2 separate regions of the Rattus norvegicus genome follow, and region 1 is linked to region 2. A link is a contact called in public Hi-C data. All regions are on one chromosome and are shown on one strand. Each heading gives the region's core, a stretch centred on a gene start, on an enhancer-like site or on the middle of the called end of the contact. The rest is flanking DNA. Distances are from core to core; before and after follow the strand shown.

Evidence for each region. A called contact is a pair of places that touch in the nucleus more often than the background predicts.
Region 1: a contact with region 2 is called in a Hi-C map of liver, with 2.9 times the contacts expected there. The contact joins the promoter of Kmt5b here to the enhancer-like site in region 2. A contact is called at or near these places in 6 of 12 Hi-C or Micro-C datasets (the A7r5 cell line, Schwann cells, frontal cortex and 2 more) and 1 of 1 datasets of contacts at active chromatin or transcription factors (oligodendrocytes).

Annotation. Positions count from the first base shown.
Region 1 is chr1:210,427,786-210,432,342 of GRCr8, forward strand. Kmt5b (lysine methyltransferase 5B) reads left to right here and starts at 1,887. Exons shown (of 12, transcript NM_001108512.2): 1 at 1,887-2,199; 2 at 2,490-2,795.
Region 2 is chr1:210,282,877-210,287,110 of GRCr8, forward strand. Lrp5 (LDL receptor related protein 5) reads right to left here. Exons shown (of 23, transcript NM_001106321.2): 8 at 1,597-1,813. Among named protein-coding and RNA genes, the nearest start is that of Ppp6r3, 48 kb to the left of the region's middle. Within about 2 kb of position 1,660, at least 2 of the 93 cell types and tissues checked have an H3K27ac peak or open chromatin away from gene starts, as enhancers often do. A contact at or near this core is called in liver, where this site is marked.

The DNA of each region.
Region 1 (4,557 bases), core at 637-3,136, 150 kb after region 2:
TTCAGTTCATATACTCATGTCAGGTATTGACAACTGCCTGTTAACTCCAGCTCCAGGGCATCTGACACCTTCCTTTGGCCTCCGATGGCACACACTCATAGGCACACACCCACAGAAGTGCACATAATTAATAATACATCTTTTTTTTAGAAAGAGCAAAGACTTAAACTAAATGTTGTTTTGTCTCACTGTGTGAAGAGCCATCCAGAAGGCAGACACCTAATATTAACATCAGGGTCTCAGATTTGCCAAACTCCAGAACTGGGAGTCTAATATTAAACTCCTATTCTTGTCAATGACATAGCTGCTTAGCCACAGGTATTTTCTTACAGCAATAGAAGAAGAATGGAGTGTGGGTTTTTAAAAAAAGTATCTTATTGAGAGTAAATTAGCAAATAATGTAAAATTTAGTGTGACAGATACAAAGAATTCAAACAGCTTCAGAAGGTCCGTGGTTAATGAAGGTGGTAAAAGATGCTGTGTGAGAATCTTTCAGTGAAGTCTTTCAGCCGCGGGGTGTCTGACTATTCCAGGTGAATGCTCTGAACAAAACTCCTATGTTGTACATTTGTTCCAAGCTCATCGGTGTGAAAAAGACACGTCACCATCTGAATAACCTCGAACCCCTGGAGCAGGGAGAGGGGTCAATGAGCTCATCCCTGAAGCAAGTCTGAATGATTAAAGAGCCTCCCCTGCATCCCTTCCAGGAGTCAGAAGTGAACATGAGCCTGTTCTCTCTGTGGCGCTCCTCGGGCAGCTGTGCAGGCTCACAGGCAGCAATTTAACAAGCCCTTCTCCCTTCGCGGAGAAAAGTAAGGGCTCGAAGAGTATTGGCTAGTGGGCAGGATGGCGAGCCTGCTAAGGTAGAAGTAGAGAGGTAAGGATGCTGGGCCACTGCAGTCACAAGGGAGGGTGGAAAGTGTGCGGGGCCGAGTTACAGAGAGGGAGAGGGCAGTCCAGGGGCCTGGCGGTGCCCATATCCAAGACCAGGAAGGCAGCCAGCCGCCCAGCGGGTTCCCAGAATGCCCAAACCCATCTCCACGTCCCACCAGTTTCAGAGAGCTGCTTGCAGCAGAGCAGTCTTGTATTTGTTGGGGGAGGAGGCTGGAGAGGTGCATGCAAGAGTCCAGACACCCAAACTGCGTTACAAGTAGACGTTGAGGAGTAAATCATCCAACCTGAGATCCCAGGCTTAGCCCCAGGTGCAGGGACTCCAAAGGAGTACAGAGTCCCAGTATTAGTTGGACTCCGCTGAGCCATCCTCTAGAAAGTGCCTACTGTGCTAGGGTATGTGAGAGTGCAGGGTGGTAGTGGTGTTTGTAGGGAACCAAGGCAGGCTGGGGCTCTCCTGGAATGGTCCCTCGACTGCTTTCCCTGTCCCATGTGTGGCTGGAGTTGCATTCTTTTTTTCCTTACATTGCCTGAACACTTTTGTACTTTTCCTTAACACCCTCCACCTCAGGCAGGTGCTTACTTCTGTATGGATGTGACAACCTCAAATGTCTCCTTCAGGTCCCAACCACCTGCTTTACTTTAAAGCCTTTGTTTTTCATTGAGTAGTGTACAAGAGGTTCTGGCTCCAGCCCTGAGTGGTTGAAAAGTCACCTAACCAGTCCGTGCCTCAATGTCCCTATGTGTAAATTGGGACCCACAATGCTTTCGACCTCTGGGGATTACCCTGAGGGACAAATAAGGCGGTATACCAGATCGCTATGAACGATGCCTGGTTAGGGGTTCAGGATGTGACCCTAGTTATTGTTGTGCGGCACCCCTTATCCGACTGAAAGATCCAAGGGGTGGGGCTTCGCCATACCCCAGGCGTGGGTGCAAGCCACTCCGGATCTTCCGCCCCAAGCTCCCGGAGGACCAAACCGCCTTTCTCGCACCGGTTGAGCCCGAAGAGAGTAAAGAGTGGCCAAGTCGTGGAGAGGTTGTCACTCAGTAGGTGCTCAAGGAGCGGCCGGTGGCAGCACGGGGGACCCAACGCACGTTCCCTCCCCACCTCCCGAGTGGTAACGCTCCGGTGGCCCACATGGTTTTGAAGGGTGTTTCTGCTTCCAACGACACCCATCCCCACAACAAAGAAACTCGCCATCCCAAGCCGCCTCCCCTCGGTGCACCCCGGAGGCACAGCGGGACCGAATCGCCGTGCGCCCGCAGCTGCCCTCCCCCGAAATCGCAGATGGGGAGCTGTCCCTGGTAGGTGCAGGTGCGCGAGGGACGGGGGCGGGGGCCAACCCCGCGGGGCAGCGAGCGGCCGGCAATCTAGGTGGCGCCCGCCGGGCGCGCGGCGACGCCGCCTCCACCGAGATTTAAAGGGCAGCCGGGCGGAGGGATCTTCGAACAACGCTCGGTGCGATCCCTCCGCCTCGAGGCTCAGCGACGGCAACGACGCGGCTTCTTTGGAAAAATCGCCCTTGTGCCTCCGCCGTCGGGTGCCGCGGCGGAGAACTTCATTTTTTCTGGTGTCTCTCCGCCTCTTCCCGCAGAATTCCGTCGAAGCCTTCACGGCCACTAGCGCGGGGCAAAGGAACGCGCACGCTCGGTGTCGGCGTGGTGTCCCTCCGCCGTCATCCGTGGACTCATTTTCGTGTCCTTCCACCGAGCCCGGGCGGTGTCCGGGTGGCTCACCGGGGGCGGCGACGCGTCTGCGGCGCGGCAGCGAGGCACGGGGGCTATGAGGTGAGGACGCCCGGGGACCGGAGGCGGCACCCGGCGCTGCGCGAGAACGCAGGACGCGAAGCCCCGAAGCCGGCGGATGCCCCCCAGATCCCGCGACTGCGCGCGAGGTGGAGGTGAGGCCCGAGGTCTGTGAGGCGGGGGTGGCCCAGCGCTGCGAGCTAGGGCTCGGGGACAGGGGCTGGGCGCGGGCCGCGGTGGCGGCTGTGGCGGCAGTGTTGGGGGGGCCCTCGGCGGACGCGGACTCCTTTATTTCCCCCCTCCCGTCAGCGGAGGCAGCGGGCGGTGCTACGTCCATGCCGCCATATTGGATTTTACTCTCCAATTTTTTCTGAGGAAATATTTTTTGGTGATTAATTTTTTGGAGGGACGAAAAAGTGTAGTCAAGCTCCTCGGAAGCTCGGTAGAAGAGCTCTTGGATGGGCCCGGTGCTGGAAGACGGGCCGTGCTGGCGGTGAGCCGCGGAGGACGTACGTGCGTGCGTGCGGGAACCGGGCCGCGGGGCGGGGCTGCGGGGCCGGGACGACCGGGCGAGCGCGGCCTGCAGTGGTGGAGGCGGCCGGAAGGGAGCAGTAGCGGTCGGCGAGGGCCGGGTCGCGGCCGCACGAGGGGAGCTGCTCGGCCGCTCGGGATTGGGGGACTGTGTTTTTCCTCTTCTCCAATGGGCGGCTGTCGAGCGTCTCGCCCAATCTGCTCGCGCTGGCGCGCCGAACTTTCGGTTGTTTTTGTTTTGGCCCGAGCCTCGTTTCCTGTCGCTCCAGGCTCAGCCTGTCGCTCTTCAGTTCGCTCCCTCCCCTCTTCGTGCTGTCCCGCGGCGTCGCGGGGGGTGAGGGGGACCAAGCTCGAGCGGAGCGCTGTGGTACTGGGGTCTCTCGATCTGTCATCCGCTCATTCGGCCGGAGTGCGAGGAGGAGACGTGAAGTTCATCTTGAACTTTCTGACGGCGTTCACTCTTGAGAGAGTTCCCTCCAGAGGAGCAGACAAGATGAACCACCTGAATTGATGATTTTTTTTTTAAAAAACCTGCCTTCTAAACTTAAAACTATTTAACACAGAGAGGCCTGTGAGGTTGGGAGACTGCGGAGTGGATGGATTCCTTAGAGGAACTCGCTTCTCCCTGTAATTTTTCCCGGGTCCTTTTTTTTTTTTTTTTTTTTTTTTAAATTGACAGCAACGCCAGCCAGTTTGGGTAATTAGTAGACAAAACATAAGCCCTTTCAGAGGCGAGGAGGAAGTTACTTGTTGCCTGAAAAGATCTCGGATTTTGCGCATGAAGTCCATGCCTTAAGAGTGAATTGTCAAAGACATGTTTACTGTGTAGATGCAGTTTTGACCTCACTAGAAGCTCGCTCTTGGATTAAAGTGTGCAAATGTTTAGATGTCGTATGTGGGAAAACAATAGTTTTTGAGTCTAGCCTCTTGACATCGTACATTCTACTCCTCCCAAGCCCACACTAGTTTCCCATACCTGGTGCCTTTTGGCCGTCCAGTCTCCGGCGATCCCACACCCTTTCTTCTGTCCCAGAATACAGAAAATCCCCAAGAGAGTGTAGCTTGCTGCTGGCACGGTCTTTTGAACAAGCATCCTGGCTGGCCCTCAACAGAAAGCAGGATTCCTCTGTTCCCTGAACGTCTTTGTACATACATTGGTTTTCTTGTGAGCCTGTTGAGTCTTGTACTAAGATTTATTTGGTCCACTTTAGCACAGGTGTTCAGCAGTCACTTCATGAAAGAGATAATTTGTTAATTTCTAGCTTGTCAAGCTTCTTTGTAGTTTTAAAAAATGTATCCAGTCAGTGTCATTGAAAGTTTTTTAAAAATTGTTATAAAAGAGAAAAAGAAAAGAAGCAGAACTCTTACCTTTAGAGAACTTATGCT
Region 2 (4,234 bases), core at 410-2,909:
TGGGCCCGCCTGTTACCTCACTCTGCTTCCGAATTGCAGCTAGCAGCAACTTACTTGGCGCCTCAGGCAGGATTGCTTTGCTCATCTGCTGCCTAAAGGACGAAGGTGGGCCTGGCCTTCTGTGTCCTGTGTATGACAGGGGTACCTTCACAGGTGGCTGGTGAAATGAGACTGCCAGCCCTGCAGGTGGCCATGTGGCCTACCACAGTGACAGGAGACACTAAGCCACACCTATGGTCACCCATGCTGCCCCCCTGCTGGGCCTTTGTTCAGCTGTCTCTCTTCTGCCAGGCGCACTCTGCCTGATCCTGCAGATCCAAGCTCAACTCCCTGCCTCCTACTGGTCAAGCTGGGCACCTCAGTCACATTTACTGTGTGTGCATGTATACAATATGTATGAGTACATGTATTTGTACTCATGTGTATGTGTGTGTGTATTGGTATATATGGGTGTGTGTACATGTGTGTGTGTGCATATGAATGTAATCTTTATGGGTGTGCATGTGCCTGCATGCTTGTGTGCCTACATATGTGTGTATGTGTGACATGCATACACACATAAATGCACATGTTATGGCACATATGTGAAGGTAAGAGGACAACTTTTAGGAATTGGTGTCTTCTTCCACCGTGTGGGAACTGCACACTGAACTCGGCATATCAGACTTGGCTGTCAGCACCTCCACTCACTGAACCATCTCAGCAGCTCAAAGATTTGGTTGATTTTTTAGTTTGTTTTCTTGTTTCATTGTGTGTGTGTGTGTGTGTGTGTGTGTGTGTGTGTGTGTGTGTGTTATATCACATGTGTGTAAATGCTGGAGGTCAGAAGAGGACATTGAGGCCCCTGGAGCTGAAGTTACAGGTGGTTGGGTTGGGAGCAGAGCCTGGGTCCTCACTCTGAGCTCCTGAGCCACCTCTCCAGCCTGAGGCAGCTCTCTAACATCGCACCTACATCTGACTCTGCACAAGCGGCCCAAACCCTGCAGGCTCTTCTTGCATTTATTTACTAGGCACAGCCTGAGACATGTAGGCCTGGCCCAGGCATGGGAGCGGCAGATGGGAACAGTGCCCATGCTTTGTGGAGCCGTCCACGTAGAACTTATGGTCTGAGTGTAACTTACAGACCTGCGTTCCGGAGCCCTCAGAAAGTACACTCTTTCCATCCTGCCTTTCAGATAAAAAGTCTGTGTTTGAGAGTCACAGCCAGGCTCAGCCACAAAGGCAAGGCAGATGCAACAAGTCCCACATGTTCCTCACATGGCCTTCTCCCTCCATCCCCGGTGTTCATGGGGTGGAACTAGGCTTAACACACAGCTGGCCTTAGGCACTGAAGCTCTGACCAAATCCTGACATACAGCAAGAAGTCACAGTCAGCCACAGTCACTCCCAACACACTTGACCACTATCTAACCTTTATCCCTGGGCAACATGCCACCCCCATTCCCACCTATCTTTAGCCAGACATAGTCACCATTTCATGTCTTGTCCATTCTCAGAGTGGGATACCCTTCTAGACACCAAGCCCAGATCTGAACCTGTCACTTTCCTGGTACCAATTGGCCAAGCAGAGCTACGGCTCGGAGCTTCAGGACTCACCGACAACCTTGGCCACGTTCACTGCTTTGAGTCCCATCAGGTCGGGGAGTTGATCGATGATGACATCCCGGCTGGCCTTGACCTTGTGTACCCTCTCAATACTGCGTCGCTGCCAATCTGTCCAGTAGATGAAGTCCCCAAGCAGAGTGAACCCAAAAATGTGCGGGAGCTTGTCCTCTAGCAGGGTCTGCCGCTTTGTCCCGTCTATGTTGATCACCTGTGAGTTGGCAGAAACAGGAGATTGGATAGCAGAGGCTGCACCAACCAAGAACAACCTGGGGCCTGCCTCGGGCTTGTGCTGGCCCAGAGCCTCCACCTCATCAGCCCCTAACCAGGTGCCATGAAAAGCCAGGTGTTACTGAACAAATGACCCGTGCTTGGCTGATGGAGGGGAGGCTGCTCCTACAGCCTCTGTAGCCTTGGTGTGTACACTGTGAACAGGCAGAGTCCTCTCTCCCTGAGTGCTACTGAGGCATGTGTGGGGGTCTGGAGTGCCAATGAGGGGGACACAGAACAGTGTGAGCACTGTGAGAAGGCTTCCTGAGATCCATTAGCAATGTCTGCTAAGGCACTGGGGTGGGCATACAACACAGTTTCAAAGGGCGAGGTCAAAGCACAATCTGGGTAGGTTTGTCCCTTCTGGGCACCTCTAGTTAAAAATGGAGCCCCACAGGCCTGTGGTACTTTTTCCTTCCCTGTCCATGCTGGCACAAAGGCTATGCCGATGAAAACAAACATGTAGGCTGGGGGTGTGGCTCGGCTGGGACAGTGCACACCTGGCATGATCCCAAGCACCAAAGAGCATGGTTTGGTAGAGCATTTAGACGATCCTAGCACTCAGGAGGTGGAAGAAAGGTAAGGGGTCAAGATCACCCTTAGCTACACAGTCATTTCAGGACCAGCATAAGTGTTCTCATTTTGTTGGGATTTTGTTTTTTTTTTTTAATTTTTTAAAAATTTATTTTATGTATATGAGTACTCTATCTGCGTATATATCCCATGTGCCAGAAGAGGGCATCAGATCCCATTACAGATGGTTGTGAGCCACCATGCGGTTGCTGGGACTTGAACTCAGGACCTCTGGAAGAGCAGCCTGCTGAACCATCTCTCCAGCCCCTTGTTGTTTTTTAAAACCACAGGATGAGTGAGTGGGACTCTGGTGACCCATGAAGATCAGCTGTGGCAATGGCAGGGGAAAGGAAGAGAACCAGGTAATTACAATCAAGCCTTGGCTGACCTCTTGAGCAAGGCTTCTTGTTCATCAGGAGAACAGACGGCAGAAACTTCAAGGCAGGCCTAGCACTGAATGTTGAACCAACCACAATGGTTCACAGCAAGAGGTGAAACATAGCAGGGAAGACAGTGCAGTTCCGCTGCTGTCCACCAGGGGTCGCCCTCACCCTACCCCATGAGCCTTTAATGAGTGTCTTAGAATGAGTCCTTGCAACCCAAGGGCCTCAGTCTCCTCCTGATCAGAAGACCAAACTAATCAGTAGGTAATCCACACTAGAAATATAATAAAACAAAGGACCAAAGTTGGGCTCCAATCTAAAGCCATTCAGACAGAGTTGGAGGCCATCGGAGCTGCTGAGAACCAGGTAGGGGCAGGTGCTTGGGGAAGTGGGGGTGTGGGGGTGGGTGTCTCGGCTGGAGGCTGCAGCTAGGGCTGAGCTAGCTGGCTCAATGGAGTTAAGTGAGCAGCAGAGGGCAGTAAAAGACAGCTTCAGTTCACACAGCCCAGAGTCCATTCTTCTTTGTTTTGTTTTTCAAGACAGGGTTTCTCTGTGTAACCTTGGCCGCCCTGGAACTCCCTCTGTAGACCAGGCAGGCCTCAAACTCAGAGGTCTGCCTACCTCTGCCTCCTGAAGGCATGCACCACCACTTTCCTGCTGGAGTCTATCCTTACATCCCCATTATAAGACACACAGGTGGTGCACAGGCCAACAGCTATGGGTTAAGCATCTGAGGGAAGAGGTGAATCCCAGCATAAACCATTAGCACAGGGAGGGAACAGACAGGGATAAGCAGGGCTCCAGGTTACCTAGCAAGTCTAGTTCCTCAATACAGGTCAGGATTATTGGTGCTAGGAAGAAAATAATCTTCAGGTGAGGAAAGACAAGACAGTAGTTTTAACCTTCCAGAGGTCAGATCATCTCTGTCTCTCTCCCCCTCTGTCCCCGCACCCCCATATGTATAAGTGCATGTGCCATGGAGTGAGTATGAAAGTCAGAGGAGAATATGCAGGAATCATGTGGGTTCCAAGGCTTTGGACATAATTATCACAGGGTTGGTTAAAGCAACTTCATCTACTGAACCATCTTGCTAACCCCTGGTTCTGTTCATTTTTTCCTTCCTTTCTCCCTTCCTTCCTTCCTTCCTTCCTTCCTTCCTATCTTGCTTGAGATAGGATCTCACACAGCCAAGGCTGGCTTCAAGTTCCCCACTTCTGCTCCTCCTGCCTCTGCCTCCTAATGCTGGGATTGCAGGTGTACACCTCCATGTTTATGCCATGCTTTGGGTTGGAACCATGGGCCTCACGCACAACAGACAAGCATTCTACCACCTGAGCTACATCCCTAGCCCTATGGATAAAACTGAACTCTCCAAGCATGGTAAAGTGAGCTGCAGTAGGGAACAC